Linked DNA regions of Sus scrofa: region 2 is linked to region 1. The links are chromatin contacts, called in public promoter capture Hi-C maps. All regions are on one chromosome and are shown on one strand. The core of a region is the stretch at or near the end of the contact, and the rest is flanking DNA. Distances in the headings are between cores, read along the strand shown.

Region 1 (3,407 bases), core at 585-3,084:
CCTTTCCCTAGAAATCTGGAATGGTTCAAAAAAAAAAAAAAAAAAAAAAAATGAGTGACCAGACCGAGGCCCAGGTACAAAGGCAGTAAACCTTGTAAAGGAGTCTTTTTATAAAGGGTGACTTCACTGAACACAAGAGGGGCCACAATGTCCAGGCATTTTCTCCAAAGCTTGGAGAAGATAAAAATGGGCAGCTGCTATTCTAACCCTCAACACGGACAGTTTGGTATGTTTTGTCTCTTCAGCTGGATTCTCTAATACTTGTGTCAGGAACAGTGGTGTGGGATTCTATTTTAGAATTCTGGAAGCACTGCCAAGGGAGAAGCCCAGTGAAGTTAGCTCTAAAAGGACCCTTTTCTCTAATAATAAGAAAGAACACACCAAAAGATCCAGAAGGGATGTGTAAGTCATTAAACTATTAAGAAGTTGCTATACATACAGAGTTAATTTGCTAATGCAAAATGGGCTGGTACAAGATTTCCGAGGCTCATAAAATACCGCTGGCTTTTGGCTGCAGCTAGCACCTGGGGTGTGTGCCAACTGCTTCTTTACCCAGCAGCCTGGGTGTGGGGGTACCTGGGAGCCTTCTTCTTGGCTGGCCTCCCAGGCGCCCTGGTGGAACAGAGAACAGGGCCTTGAAGTGTGAGGTACCTTCCTGCCACCCAACTCAGGGCTGGGTACAGACCATCTGTAGCTTTAAGAGGGAATTCCAAAGCACAGATGAGGAGTTCCCTGGTGGCTCAGTGGGTTAAGGATCCAGCATTGTCACTGCAGTGGCTCTGGTCACTGCTGTGGCACAGATTCAGTCTCTGGCCCAGGAACTTCTGAGTGTTACAGGCACAACCAAAAAAAAAAAAAAAAGCACAGATGGGGCTTCCTGCCAGGTGCATTCAAGAGGGTGAGGCCCAACCTCTCACCTGAACCCAGTAACAAGACAGCCCACCCTTCCAATCCCTGAGCCCACCTGTATGACATCTGTCTCCAAGTGTGCCTTTTTAAGTCAGAGTTCCCATTATGGCCCCTGATCTCATACCCCAAACCCTTGGGGGCCAGAGAGTTTTCAGAATCCAGATTTTTTGCAAATATTACAAAGGGACCACATTACATAAATCATGTATAGTGAATATCCCCAAAGGGGCCTGGGGCAGCACCCCGTAGTCAAGCCCATTAATATTTTCTACAGCAAAATGTATGGAGATGACACTAAGTAGGATAAAGAGGTCTGTAAATAGCCGTACATCAGTTCAATTTTTGCCACCGTGAGTTTTAATGTGAAAATATGAAAACCTATGCAGTTTTCTGCGCCCTCCAGACTGTGCATTTTGCTTGCTCTGGGGACAGTGGGGCACTTCCGCTTACTGCCTCCTACAAGACTCTGGCCACTGCTCCCTCCACCACCAAGAAAGAGAAATGGATTTGGAATAAACAAGACAGTATAGCTGTCAGGGGGTAAAAAGAATCACAGGCATTAGTCTGGGATTACACAGAGAAGCTGCGGTCAGCTCTGTACATTTATCTATAGAGAGAAAGTTTGATTCGTGCATTTAAGCAAAGCCCTTGGCAAGGCAGAATAAAACAGATGTAACCAGGGAATTCCTCCCCAGCCGGCTGTCTGCCTCAGCCTTTTCTGGGTTCAGAGAACTTGGACTAATAACCCCGTCTTTATTTGCAGGATTCCGCTGATCTCAGAGCCCGCTCGCCCACATTCAGCCATCTGACTGCCAGGTGGCACTCAGGGAACTCTGGGCTCTTTTCACATAGGTGAGGAAGCTCCTTAGTGACCAAAGAGGTCGTGTGGCCTGTGATCACTGGTCTGAGAGGGGGTGGAGCCCAGGCAGTAAACTGGGGCCTCAAATTCTCTGGCAAACTGTTCTCCTGACACTGGCCACATGCACAGACCTCAGCACTGTGATCCAAAATATGTTCTACCCAATTCTAAAACTGGACAGCCACATGGAAAAGAATGAAATTAGAACACTTCCTAACACCATACACAAAAATAAACTTGAAATGGATTAAAGACCTAGATATAAGACCAGAAACTATAAACCTCTTAGAGGAAAACATAGGCCAAATACTCTCCAACATAAACAACAGCAACATCTTCTCAGATCCACCTCAGAGCAATGACAGTAAAAACAAAAATAAACAAATGGGACTTAATTAAACTTAAAATTTTGTTTCTGCACAGCAAAGAAACAAAACGAAAAGACAACCCACAGAATGGGAGAAAATCTTTGCAAATGAATCGACTACAAGGGATTAATTTCCAAAATTTATAAACATCTTCTGCAGCTCAATACCAAAAAAAAAAAAACAAAACCAAAAAAACACCATCAAAAAATGGGCAGAAGATCTAAACAGACAATTCTCCAAAGAAGACATACAGATGGCCAAAAAACACATGAAAAGATGTTCAACATCACTCATTATTAGAGAAATGCAAATCAAAACCACTATGAGGTACCACATTACACCAGCCAGAATGGCCATCATCAAAAAGTCTACAAACAGTAAATGCTGGAAAGGGTGTGGAGAAAAAGGAACCCTATTACACTGTGGGTGGATTGTAAATTGGTGCAACCGCTGTGGAAAACAATATGGAGATTCTTCAGAAAACTAAAAATAGAACTACCGTTTGACCCAGCAATCCCACTCCTGGGCATGAGAGAAAACCATGACTTGAAAAGACACATGTACTTCAATGTTCATTGCAGCGCTATTTGCAATAGCCAAGACATGGAAACAACTTAAATGTCCATCAACAGAGAGGTAGATCAAGAAAATGTGGTATATATACACAATGGAATATTACTTAGCCATTAAAAGGAACGAAATACCAGCATTTTTAGCAACATGGATGGACCTAGAAATTATCATGCTAAGTGAAGTCAGCCATACAATGAGACACCAACATCCAATGCTTTCACTGACATGTGGAATCTGAAGAAAGGACACAGTGAACTTCTTTGCAGAACAGATACTGACTCACAGACTTTGAAAAACTTACGGTTTCCAAAGGAGAGAGGTTTGGGGGGGTGGCTACTGGGGGTTTGGGGTGGGAATGTTATAAAATTGGGTTGTGATAATCATTGTACAATTATAAATGTAATACATTCATTGAGTAATATAAATTTTAAAAAAAATTAAAAAAAGAATTATACAAAAAAAAAAAAAACCCAAAATATGCTCTACCCAATTCTAGTTCTTCTAACATGATGTCAGTAATCTTGGGCAATTAATTTTGGGGAACACTGCTGCCTGTCAGAGATTTAAATGCCTCTAGCGCATTAGGGCCCCCAGGTGTCATAACGGAAACCAGATTAATTTCACTGAACCCGTGAAAATGCATCTGAATATGGAACCTTTCGGGGCCAAACTCCCATTAGCATCAACACCCTCTGGGA
Region 2 (3,407 bases), core at 534-3,033, 50 kb after region 1:
CACAGCCTAGTTGTGTACAATTCAAAGAAAATCAGAGCCCTTTATGAAATTTCTCCCAGGGAGTTAATACATACAGTTTATACCTCTGATCTTAAAAATCTCCATATGGCTGTCTCTACATGCAATTTAATTACTGCTTCTTTGTTTTGGTGTCAGTTCAACACATACAGCTAATGTCACTCACCACCCTGGGACAAGGCCTCCAAGGGCAGATGGCTGCCACATGGTCCACGACCACAAGTGTAAATGAAGGGCTGGCCATGGACCCGCAGCAGTAGGAATTAAAGGTCAGAGTTATTGCTAATGGAAATGACTCTGAAGTTCTTTTTTCATCCTAAACTAACGTGACACAGAGGTCCCCAAGGTCTATTTTCCATTACAGTGGAACGATTCCCTAAAATTCCTAGCCTCTCACACATCAGTTAGCCATTTTTCTTTCCTACTGCCCGTCAGTCTTGCTGTTGAGAGCTTATTTCACCACTGAAAAGTATCACCTACTCTGAAATGCGACAGCTCTAAGGTATTGCTATATTCACCACCATTGAGGCAGAGAATTAGTGGCCTATAGTGTGTGTGTGTTGTGGGGGGGATGGCAGGTGGAACTTAGGGGAATCTTTCCTCTAATCAAGATGGCACAAATGTTCCACAAAAAGCAGCCATGTTTGGCTAAGGCTTCTGTGACCAGCAGTCTGAGTTGGTAACTCCAATGAACGTGTGCAATGAACACCCTAAAAATCCCACACATTGAAGTGACTGGGACTCTGGGACCCGGTCACCTTTGATTCCTTCCCAGCGCCCTTCCATATGGAGACATCATCACTCCAAAGGAGAGAAATGGCAATCGCCCAGTAAGGGTAGATTCGAAACAGCAAACAGGAACTCTGCTCAGAAAGGGGGGGGGACAGTAAGAACATAAAGGTGGCTTAAGAGTCCCATATGCTAAGAAAGATGACTCTTGCCTGCATTTAACTTCCTTGGCTCAGAAGTTCAGGATGTGCTAAAGCAAAAAACAAAAAAACCAAAACCACTTTTGAGGAAGAGCAGCATAAGAAAGAAACGGGGCGGGGGAGGGGGGAGGGGAGTCATACTGGTTGATTAACTATAAAAATGATTTCCGTTCCTTTGGTTCTTTAGTCAGTAAAAAAAGCTGTCAGCCTACAATCACTCATCACCATGACGCTAAAAACATTGCTTTTTAATAGTTTCAGCTACTTGTTTTCTAAAAACATCTGTACATTCTAAGTAAGTAGCCACCGCCGAAACTTTGGGGTGTAAGTTGCTCAACGGGACTCCTTCAAGACACTCATTTGCATGCAACTCCGATGTTTCGCACACCTTAAGGCGATGGGTCTCATCCGCCCGGGGGCTGGGCTCAACTTAGACCCCAAGAGCAGACACGTCCCAGGCCGGCGGCCTCCCCCGCCCGGCGCCCCGCTCCGCGCCCCGTGCCCGCGGGTTCGAGCCCGCCCTCCGGACCCACGAGAGGGGAGAAAGTTGGGAACGAGTCAGTACCGGCGGGCGGGTGTCCTGCTTTCGTCTCTAGCTTTCCCTCGGGAGGCGAAGACATGGTGCGACCGGCTTTCTGAGGGGCCGAGACGTCGGCGGCTGAAGGCTAGCCGGCGAGAGGGAATTGCGCGCGAGCGTGAGCGCTGGGGAGCAAGGGAGGCGCGCGCGTGAGGCGGCGGGACCGCGCGCGGGCGAACAGACCCAGGCCGCCGAGAGGGGGCGCGGCCGCTGCGCGTCGACGTGGCGCGGTCCCGCCTGTCCGCGGCTGCGCAGTGGCGTCACTGCGCCCACCCCGCCCCGCCAGCCGTCGCGCATCCCAGGTACTGAGCATGCGCAGTCGTCGTCGCCACGTTGAAGGCAGTGGCCGAGGGCGGAGAAGGAAGGGGGACCGGGGCGGGGCGTTTGCGGTTCGAAGAGGCGGGAACTGGTGCTGGCAGGAGCACTCGCTGGAGGTTGAAAAGACGCCGGGAGCAGAGTGGCACTTCCGTGAACGGTGCTCAGCCAACCCGCTAGATAGACGGTGACGGTGGAGGAGAAACTGAACATCAGTAAGGGGCGCCCAAGAGGCTGATGTGTGTTCAGGTAACCGGCCAGTCTGCCAGATGTCCTCACCCAGCTCACAGCTAAAAGGACCGGTTAAGTGCGGAGGTGAGACCCCGGGTGGGACCGACAAAAGGCCCAAGCAGAGCAGAGATTTGTTAAAAGATGCTATAAACGGGAGAGTTCCCCCCCCCCCGAAAGGAAGACAGCGCTGTGAAGCTTGGACCAAGTTCTTGGAAGGTTGTGTCTGCTCCCCCTGTCTGTCATCTCTCTGTTGCGATGAGTCTTGATTCTGTCCGAGGCTGACCCTTTGGTCTTGTGCCCAGGATTGCATTCCTCTCACCATCTCAAGCATTTTGCAGCTAGAGGTATCCTCTCCTGTGACATGAATCCAGCCTTGCTAAATTAGCGTTCAGACGTGGCCAATGTCTTTAGAAAAGGAAAAACTTCTGCCTCTCTTGTCTGTATCTCTGTCTTTGACAACACAGCTGCTCAAAAAGCACCTCACCCCCTCTCACTCCTCAACCCAGTCCCGTACATCTGGTTGTCATTCAGCTCTACAGAGTCTACCACCAACCAGGAAGTCCTTCTGCCAAGGTCACTAATGACCTTCATGCTGCCCAATCCAGTGATAACTCTTCCACTCTCACCCTACTTGACCTTTCAGCAGCACTTGCCCTAGGGGACCATCCCCTTTCTCCTTAGCTTCAGGGATTGGACATCACTCCTTAGACACCCAGTATTTGAATTAGGTGCTTGGCTCCTAACTCTCAGTTGAATTGGTTTGCTCCTCTTGTAGGTTTATAAACACTTGAGTATCCCAAGGTTCAACACCAGCTGTCTTCTCTGTGTAGACCTGATTCAGTGGTTACAGGCAGGCCCACTGTCATCCATGTGCTTAACGGATCTCAAATCTTCAAACCAGTTTTCTATGTCTGCCTCTCCATTAAGCTCCACACCCATACCCCACTGCCCCCTTGACCTCCCTACCCAGATATCTAACTCAGCACTGCTAAACACTTTGCATCACAGCACACACAGAAATGCACACAATGTGCATTTTGTTTAGGGTTAGGGTTAGCGTTAGCACTACTAGCAGGATAGAAATTGGCCAGGCAGAAGTTGTGATATAGTTGTCATTGTCATGCATTCACGTCAAAACTTGCAGACAGGTGTCACCTGCTTAGAAGAAAATCCAAAATCATTAGTGGAACACTCTTAAGAGATGCCCCATCACTAACACTTTTTTTTTTAAATGATTTTTATTTTTTCCCATTACAGCTGGTTTATAGTGTTCTGTCAATTTTCTACTGTACAGCAAGGTGACCCAGTCACACATACATATATACATTCCTTTTCTC

Evidence for each region. Promoter capture Hi-C pulls out the DNA fragments that hold promoters and counts their contacts.
Region 2: a contact with region 1 is called in a promoter capture Hi-C map of liver, with 2.6 times the contacts expected there. The contact joins the promoter of DAP here to the enhancer-like site in region 1. A contact is called at or near these places in 1 of 5 promoter capture datasets (liver), 3 of 47 Hi-C or Micro-C datasets (blood, heart right ventricle and liver) and 2 of 2 datasets of contacts at active chromatin or transcription factors (alveolar macrophages and skeletal muscle).

The regions. Positions count from the first base shown.
Region 1 is chr16:270,592-273,998 of Sscrofa11.1, forward strand. The region is part of intron 2 of DAP (death-associated protein 1); the gene reads right to left. Among named protein-coding and RNA genes, the nearest start is that of DAP, 50 kb to the right of the region's middle. Within about 2 kb of position 1,835, at least 17 of the 83 cell types and tissues checked have an H3K27ac peak or open chromatin away from gene starts, as enhancers often do. A contact at or near this core is called in liver and skeletal muscle, where this site is marked.
Region 2 is chr16:320,292-323,698 of Sscrofa11.1, forward strand. It overlaps DAP (death-associated protein 1), which reads right to left and starts at 1,784. Exons shown (of 4, transcript XM_003134178.5): 1 at 1,513-1,784. The coding sequence starts at 1,567. It overlaps LOC100523337 (a long non-coding RNA gene), which reads left to right and starts at 1,857. Exons shown (of 4, transcript XR_001300877.2): 1 at 1,857-2,154.